2 separate regions of the Gossypium hirsutum genome follow, and region 1 is linked to region 2. Evidence: chromatin contacts called from public Hi-C data. All regions are on one chromosome and are shown on one strand. The core of a region is the stretch at or near the end of the contact, and the rest is flanking DNA. Distances in the headings are between cores, read along the strand shown. Region 1 holds the start of LOC107922580 (5-amino-6-(5-phospho-D-ribitylamino)uracil phosphatase, chloroplastic). Region 2 holds the start of LOC107894218 (protein MICRORCHIDIA 6).

Region 1 (4,703 bases), core at 1,495-3,994, 640 kb after region 2:
GGCCGTGTAAGTTGGCTTATAGTGGCAACATGGTTGTAACCTAAGAATATTCATATATGTGTCAATATCTATGGTGATATGATCATGATATACTTGGTGAATATGAAATATTTGGAAATGTGATTTATGGCATAATTGTGTAATGTTTGGAATTGTGACCTATTGATGAGATGATGAATTTGAGTATAATTTGGTAACTAGATAGTAATTGAATAAAACCTAATGAATGTGAGATTTGTATGTTTGATTTAGGGCTTAATAAATGTAGTTAATATGTTAGATAAAGATATAAAGTTGATATGTTTTAACCATGAATGTGGATGTTTTGGTTGCCTAAGTATGTATTGTTTTGTGCCTTTGAATTAGGGTAAGTGTATGTGTGAATAAGGGTGGCCAATGGCTTGGTAAATAGCCTTATTATAGTCCACACGGGTAGACACATGGGCATGTGTCTAGGCTATGTGTGACACATGGTCAGCCCCATGGACGTGTGATTTGGCCATGTCCCCTGCACCTAAATTTGTTGCAAAATAGAATGCTCAGAATTGAGCACACGGGCAGAGGCACGGGCGTGTGTCCCCTGTGTAAAGGACAAGGCCTCGGGACACAGGCACGTGTCTTAGCCGTGTGACTTCAATTTTTTCTTAGGTGACAAAAAGAAAGTTACACGGGTTAGGGACAAGGGCATGTGTGACTACACGGCCTGCCCATATGGGCGTACCCCAAGCCACAAGGGCGTGTGACCCCTGTTTAGGCAAAAAAATTTCTAAGTGTTGTAAAATTTTCTAAATTTCTCGGTTTAGTCCCGAACCACCTCCAATGCATGTTTTGGGCCTCGTAGGCTCGTAATAGGGACTTTATGATTAATTGTAAAAAGATTTAATTTGATGCCAAATTTATGGCTCGAAATTGTATGTTTACTTGTGTTTAAGTCTGGTAATGCCTCGTACCCTGTTCCGGCGTTGAATACGGGTAAGGGGTGTTACACTGTGGGTCAGAATGTAAGCTACACGATGCTGCTCATATGAGCTGTGGAGTATCTGCAACAAATACAGTACCTCAGCCATCGATAGGACATTTAAGACCAGCACTCGAAACATGAAATCCCTAATGACATGTCATTTGTATCCTGCGAATTCCTAAGGTTCAATCGAGACTCAATAACCGTCATAGCATTGATTTGTTTATACATCGATCAATTCGCATTATAAATAACATAATAACATATGATTTGAAATAGCTTTAATTCGATAACCAATTATACGAACTTACCTTGACGACTAGGGCGTAGAAGTTAAATCGAGCTATTCTGAAGCTTTTGCTTTGCCTTGATCTAGGTCTGAACATGGTCTATCTTGATCTAAATAGAAAATTTCAATCCCTTTAAAACTTATAGTATTCAATTTAATCCATAGTTCATATTTATGCAAAATTATTATTTTACCCCTAAAATTTTAATTTTTTCACAATTTAGTCCTTAGACTAATAACTTAAAATCTAACCATTTTAATAAAAATCCATGTTAACTAAACATGCAAGGGAGCTTGAAACAACCCATATTTGTCATCATTTCACAATAAAACCCTAGAATTTATGCATTTAACAAATTAATCCCTAATTTCAAATTTTGAAGTGTTACATATGTAGAAATGCATTAAACCCATTTGCAAGAACCACTTGCAAATAGAGATTGAAGTAGTGGAGAGCCTTAGGCTTGGGCTTTGTCTTGGGCATGGTGAAGGGCTTGATTTAGTCATTCTAGGGCTTGATCTAGTCATTCTTATTTCTCCCATGATCAGTTTGCTTGTCATGTTATTAAGAGATTATCTCGAGTATCATAATTTGTTTTTTCAGATTTACTCTCACCGGAACAACAAAGCTTCAATATATATAAGAAATTAAGTACATGCGCATCTAACTTGTAAAAGATAAAATATTATCATTAAGGTTTTGCTCATATCAATTACCATTAGAGCATGGAAAATATTAAGATAAGAAAATATTAGTTTCCTTCCAGGTAACAAAAAGCAGGTCTAATTTGTTGCACAATCTCCTAAAAATCTCCAACCAAAATTATATACACAAAATAGACAAAAACTTGCACCAATGAATAATGGCATATCAACTCAAAATTTTAACAGAGTTAAGTTTTTTAGCAGGGGCAAAGCCAGAATAATATTTAAGAAGGGCCGAATGAAATTTTAATTTTTTATAGTTTATATCTTTATAATTTGTAAAGAATTAAATTAAATTTTTATAATTTTAAAAGAATCAAAATATAATTTTACCTTTACTAATTTAAAACTTTTAAAAAATTTTAAGAGTCTAAATAATAATTTTATATTTTAGGGAGTCGGGGCCGGGGCCATGTCAGCCCCTAGCTTCGCCACTTGTCTTGGGACATATTATGACACAAAATTTCAAATATTACATTGAAATATTTTGGTACAGATTTCATATTACTCATTCAGATAAATTTTAGGGAACATTAACCTTAATTTTTTAAAAAAAGAGGAATACGAATGGGACATGAAACTGTTCGGAAAATGTGGCTGGCTGGGACGAGCTAATCAAAAACAGTTTTTTAAGTGAAATGAAAATGGTCCGTTGAAACCACGTAGCAAAAGAGATGATTACAATTTGCAAGTCTAAAAAGTGGATCCCACTTTGAACCGTTGACACTCTTCCACGGCCATCACCGGTCTTCTTTTCCTTCCATAAATTTATTTATTTCAAACCACACACCGAAAAAGTAATTTCTAAGAAAATAAAAATAGTAAAATCTTTTTTCTTCTTTAACAAGTACAAGAGGAAAGGAGATTGACAAATTATTCTTAGGAGGAGAATCTATTCTCTCTCTTTGTCATAACAGCCGTAGCATCTTTCGTCAACAACTCTTTCCTTCCGAGGTTCTTCAGCTGCTTCTTTCATTTTCATATTTATTCTCTATTTACATGTCATTTGAGCTGAATTATTTTTAATTTTTTTTGTTGATTGTTGGATATTTTCAGCGTTTTTCTGTCTGTGCTTCTTTTTAATATGCCGTTGTTTAACGTTAATGGGTCATCTTTCATTTTCCTTAAAAGAGGACTTCTTTCTTCTGTTTTTATTTTTATTTTTAATTTTTATGATTGAGATTTTTAATTTGACAAAGTTGTTTTAATTATTCGCCTTTATTTTTGGTGATAAAGAATCACTTTAGGGTTTTCTTCGTGCAGCGTTCTTACAATAGCTTGGTGTTTTTAGTAAATTGTTTTAGGGTTTATCTGGATGGCTGATGGGAGAATTGGATGTATCTTGACGAAAGTTTGAATCTTTGTTATCTAATCTCAATCGTTTCTTTCGATTCAGCAGAGTTCACAGGGATTTGAAGCGTAAATAAGATCTTATTAAGATATAGTTTGGGGGTGTAGATATTGCTACCTGTTTTGTTTAAACATGGTGATGGTAGAGTCGATTGCAACAACTTCACTTCTTGGACACCGCCCTTTATGTGGAAGATTTTCCGCTAGGGATGTCTCCTGCAAACAAAAATCTTTGAGTAACTGCCTGTCTCCTTTCAAAGAATTTATTGGCAAAACGATCGTTGTTCCTCCTTCGCCAAGATTGAGAGTGGAAAGGTTAGTTAATTCATCCATCAAGGCGCTTGCAATGGAGCTGACAAAAGAGGTTTATGCATATGAAGGAAAAGCACCAAGAAACTGGAGTTATCTGCTTGATACTAGTGTAGAGCAAAAGCCTCGCTTATGGTCGCCGGAGAATAGAGCTGATAATCCTTCTTTACACAATCCCTTGCTTCGACAAGAAAGGATGGGCTGTGGTTGGTTAGGCGCTTTATTTGAATGGGAAGGAGTTATAGTTGAAGATAATCCTCAGCTTGAGAAGCAAGCCTGGCTGGCTCTTGCTGAGGAAGAAGGAAAATCTCCTCCCCCTGCCTTTATCCTCAGAAGAATAGAAGGGATGAAAAATGAGCAAGCAATTTCGGAAGTTTTGTGCTGGTCAAGAGATCCAGCACAATTGAGAAGAATGGCTGCAAGGAGGGAAGAAGTTTACCAAGCTCTGCAAGGTGGGATATATAGATTACGTAATGGTTCCCAAGAGTTTCTACATGCCTTGACACGTTACAAGATACCAATGGCATTGGTATCTACCCGGCCAAGAAAAGTTCTTGAGACTGCCATTCGACCCATTGGGATGGAAGGGTTCTTCAGCGTCATTGTTGCGGCAGAAGATGTTTACCGGGGAAAACCAGATCCTGAAATGTTTGTTTATGCTGCACAGCTTCTGAAATTTATACCTGAGCGCTGCATTGTGTTTGGGAACTCTAATCAGACAGTTGAAGCTGCTCATGATGCATGGATGAAGTGTGTGACGATTGCTAGCAAGCATCCAGTATATGAGCTTGGGGCTGCAGACTTGGTGGTGAACCATTTAGATGAGCTCTCAATTGTTGACCTGAAGAACCTTGCTGATATAGAGTTGGCTGAATTTGGTTCCAGGGAGCCTGAGTCAGAGTTGGAGATAGAGGAAGAAGAGTCTCGGCCATCTACCTCAATAGCAATAGATGATATTTTCTGGTAACTTCAAAAGAATTTTACATTCATATGGTTCCTGGTGATAAGGTTTCCCAGTGGACCTGATGTGTATAACAAAAAAAAGAAAAAAAAGAAAAAAAAAGGGGGGAAATGTGGTCTGCATTGGAC
Region 2 (4,653 bases), core at 586-3,085:
ACATTAATGCCACATGCAACAATAGGCATCGATAATTTTTTATAGGTATCGATACTTAGAGCATTTAATGTCCAATTTAGTGACTGTTGGCCATTTTCACATCGATACCTGGAGAGATTTATCAATACTTGATTAAAAGTATCGATATTTTTTTATGGGTATCGATACTAGGGTAATTTTTTGAATAATTTTCAAAACATCAAACCTTAAAATCATATTAATACCAATAGAGGGTATCAAAATTTTTTTATAGGTATCGATACTAATACTTTTTCTCAATTCTCATTCGAAGTCAGAATGCCAATTTCGTATCAATATTGAAAAAGGTATCAATAAAAATATCATGGTATCGATACTTAATGATAAGTATTGGTATTTTTACTTTGATAAAAAAATCCATAATGGCATTTTCGTATCGATACTAAGAATATGAATCGATAAAAATGTATATGTATCGATACATATTGAAAAATATCGATACTTGTTGTTTTTGCTCAATGTTTCTGAACTTCAAAGCTTAGAAAACAACTTTATAAGTATTAGGGAGCAATTTTTCACTTGTTTTAAGAAGTTTGAAATTTGTTCAAAGTATTTTTTAAGTGTTCAAAGTGATTCTCAAAGTGTTTGAAATTTTTTTACTTTAAACTTAATTAAGTCTTTGTTAAAAAACAATTTGTATTAAAAGATATTATATTTGTTATATCAAAATATTTTATCAAATAAAACTTGGTTTAACACATTCGATATGATTACTCCATTGCTTTCCCTTTTCTTGTATATTGCCAACTTGTGAATTGTTGAGAAGCTCACACTATCCTGTTATTGATCCGATAGTTTTCAATCATTTTAAGCTTGGTTTTGTGGCATATATATAGGTGTCTTGTATTTGGTTAACCTTGAATGATAACTTAGTTTAAAATCTATTTTATGTATGACTTTGCCTAATGGTAATGCTTGTTGAGATGATATGCTTTTGGTAAATGGTTTGAGTTGTGATTATGACATTTGAAATGGTAATATTAGATGTGAATTGATAATGATAAAGATGGTAAATGGTAAATGGTTAATGGTTGATATGTAAACTTTTATAAAGGAATGATATGTTTAAAGGCCATGTAGATGTTATAAGTTGAATTGATGATGAATGTGATTACTTGGACATGTTTGGGTATGAAATTGAAGTGGCTTTGTGCAAGTAAAGTTGTGCATTGAATAATAAGGTAAAAACGAAAGAATAAAAGAGTACATGCTTATAATTATTTTTTTAAATAACATAATATTATATAATATCATCATTAACTAAAATGATCTTACATATCTCTTCGTTATCCTTTGAATATTTCATTTTAAAATACTTTTAATTTATTAATGCTAATATTTTTCATTCTTTTTATCGATGATTTTACTTAAATGTAATAGATACTATTTATAAATTTAAATTTAAATTGATATATAACTTTAATACTAATTAAGTGATAGTTAAAAGATAAAATCAATCTCTATTTTTTAATGTAAAAAATCAATCCCTCTTTATATACTTAGATTTCTATTCAAATTATAACTTTATTTATTTTAACATTAATTATTAGTTATTTTGACTTATTGAAAGTCACTATGCTTAGATTTTTATTTAAGTCATAATTCTATTTTAGAGTCAATAAAATAATCACAAATTAATTTTAAATAAAGTTATAATTAATAGTATTAAAGTGAAATATATTTTAAACATTAATTTAATAATATAGTAAAATATAAAAAATATTCTTGTGAATTTAAAAGTTTTTTAAAAGTTGTAGTTTAATATATAATACAATAAAATAATATACAGATAGTTTACATTGTTTTCTGCCTAATTTTGATTATGCCATAATCTAAATTACCCGCACCAGCTCAACAGACTCGAGGTTACCCACACCAGCTAAAACAGCCTCGAGTCTCTCCCCTTCGCCTTCAACCCGCCTGAAGCCGCACTCATGTAATCTACTGTTTCGGCCCTCCTTCCAATTTCAACAGGCGAGCGCCAGCATTCGCCACAACCCCTAAACCACCATTTGCATCCCTGTTTATAGTTCTCATTTCGTTTGATTTTGAAGGCTACATTCTAATTTCACTTTGGCCTCCTTTGTTGATTTATTCTCTTCTCTGCCCTTGGTGAATACAAGTTAGGGTTTCAAAAATTTCTGAACCCCGCCAAAGAAACTTGAAAGTCCCGTTTGTTTTTTTTGTTTGTTTTCATTCTGTTCTCAGTTTTTCTTGAGTTTTATACTTTGATATCAGTAGATTTTCATGTTATTTAATTGATGTTGGGGAAATCTAAACTGAAACGATATTGTGCAGCTTCCGCGTTGCAGTTTGGCGTCCATAGTCTTTTTCACCGAAGAAGAACCCTTAGGTTTTCCTAGCAAAAGGTTCCGCATCCCCTAATTTAATTTATTTACCTCTTAATTTCTGGGTATAATAGATGTTTCCGATTGAGTTATGTTTAATTTGAATAATTTCAATTTCCTTAGTTACTGGGAATCCAAGCTATCGGGTTTTCTTTTTGCATGCATTATGATTTTTTTTTTTGTAACATGTTCTTAGGTGAAGCCTGTTTTCATTTCTATTTACAGTTTTGGAGATGAATTGTCTTGACGTTGTGGACTTATCTAGTGATGATGAACTTGGAGAGGTCGACCTGAAACCTGTTAAATTGGAACCTGGTACCATTGGGAGCATGATACAGCAGCAACAGAACCATAGCGTTCAACCTGTTAAGCTTTTCAGTTCCAAAACACAAGCTAGAAAACAAGCCTCTGAAGAAAATAAAAGCTCAAATAATGCTTTAAGTACTGGTCAAAGTAGTACTAGTGTTTTGGAGCAATGCCAGTCTCCAGGGGATGATACAGGGGTCTGTTCGACATCAGCTGTATCTCCAGCACCAATTTGTCGACAATTCTGGAAAGCTGGGAGCTATGAAGGTGGCCTTGGTTCCAAGGTCACGCTACAAAGTATGTAGCTATCAGTCTAATGAATTGTGATTCCCTAATTGCTGATCCATCTTAACTTTTTATTGTGCTTTTTTTTTTTAAAAAAAACAACAACAGATAGCACAAATTATCTACATGTGCACCCCTTGTTTCTTCATTCAAATGCCACCTCACATAAGTGGGCTTTTGGTGGTATGTCTAGCTTATGCAGATAATTTTTTATACTTCGTACATTTTCTTTTGGCAATGAGTACCTTTGCATGATTACACTGTATTTTGTTTGTTATTTGTTTGCAGCTGTTGCTGAACTACTTGACAATGCCATTGATGAGGTGAATTTCAACTTAATTTGTTGGTGGAGTATATCTGTCTTGTTTAGTGGTACAAATGCATGGTATAGGATTTCTTTTTGAAAACTTTATTATATGATAAAATGGTCGTAAAACGAGGATTTAATAATATAACTGTTTTGTCTGATTTATTGTAATTGATATTAAAATTTGTTCGGGATTCCAGAATTTAGTGATTTAACAACGGCATTGATTTATGTTTACAATTAGAAGGTAGACCAGGTTATGAATGTTAATGTGGATTGACCTGTAACTAGAGATTTAAAATTTCTATTACAATCTTAGAAGTCATAATTCAACTTGTATATTCCTGTAATCATTAAAAGATGGGAATAAGACCAACCTGAATAAAATAAAGGCTGCAATACAGGTAATGTTGTAACTAGACCAAAGCTAAGTATTAGTGGTTTACTAGGCTAAACAAGCTCTTTTTTTTGGCCAGAAGACAAATTCTTCTTCTATGTATATATTTTTATTAAAATTATGGTTAGCGTGTTTAATGACTGAAAATTTAAGCATAGATGAAGCTTATATCACATTATTACCCTATTAATAGCCTTTTTGTAGGTGAATATACGCACAGTTAATTAGATTACTACAATGTGTTCCCCAATTTGCTATTTTGATGAATTCTCAATGTTGGGCAATTCATATCTTATTTCTTTCAAATTGGATAGATCCAAAATGGGGCCACTTTTGTCATTGTAGATAAAATATCAAACCCGAGGGATGGGAGTCCAGCTTTGTTAGTTCAAGGTATTTTTTTCTCAATTTAATAAAAATGATCATATACCTCTTCATTTATGATCCTTTGTTTTTTGCTTCTTTGTAAAAGTTGTCTATAATCCAATATTTGTAACTAGCACTTCTCATAACTTGATAATATACCATTAGATGATGGTGGTGGAATGGACCCTGAAGCAATCCGTCGCTGCATGAGCTTTGGATTTTCTGATAAGAAGTCAAAATCTGCAATTGGACAATGTATTAATCTTATGTTTTGTTTGGAATATTTGTTGGTTCTTTCTTTTTATATTTACAAAAGTTCTGGCTTCCAGATGGCAATGGTTTCAAGACAAGTTCTATGAGACTTGGAGCAGATGTGATTGTATTCAGCCGCCACCTGGATGATAGGTTTGGTTCCTCTACAATGATATTTTCTTCCTCGTGCATCAAAATTGTATTCTTGTTAGTCTTGTATGTTTTCTATAGGTAGACTATTAAAGTTTATTATTATTTCATGTTGGTTTATAGGATAAATTTGTCATTTCCATAAATTTCTGATGAAAAATAATTTTTATTTATGAAAAAAACTGAAGTATTGCTGGAAAATT

What was found. Hi-C and Micro-C count contacts between places; a contact is called where the count stands out from the background.
Region 1: a Hi-C map of leaf shows a contact between it and region 2, with 4 times the contacts expected there. The contact joins the promoter of LOC107922580 here to the promoter of LOC107894218 in region 2. A contact is called at or near these places in 3 of 34 Hi-C or Micro-C datasets (callus, leaf and seedling).

What each region holds. Positions count from the first base shown.
Region 1 is chrA13:49,146,932-49,151,634 of Gossypium_hirsutum_v2.1, forward strand. It overlaps LOC107922580 (5-amino-6-(5-phospho-D-ribitylamino)uracil phosphatase, chloroplastic), which reads left to right and starts at 2,745. Exons shown (of 3, transcript XM_016852672.2): 1 at 2,745-2,909; 2 at 3,355-4,577. The coding sequence starts at 3,439.
Region 2 is chrA13:48,507,852-48,512,504 of Gossypium_hirsutum_v2.1, forward strand. LOC107894218 (protein MICRORCHIDIA 6) reads left to right here and starts at 1,836. Exons shown (of 22, transcript XM_016819458.2): 1 at 1,836-2,161; 2 at 2,338-2,408; 3 at 2,613-2,990; 4 at 3,087-3,161; 5 at 3,267-3,301; 6 at 3,997-4,075; 7 at 4,214-4,303; 8 at 4,378-4,453. The coding sequence starts at 2,621.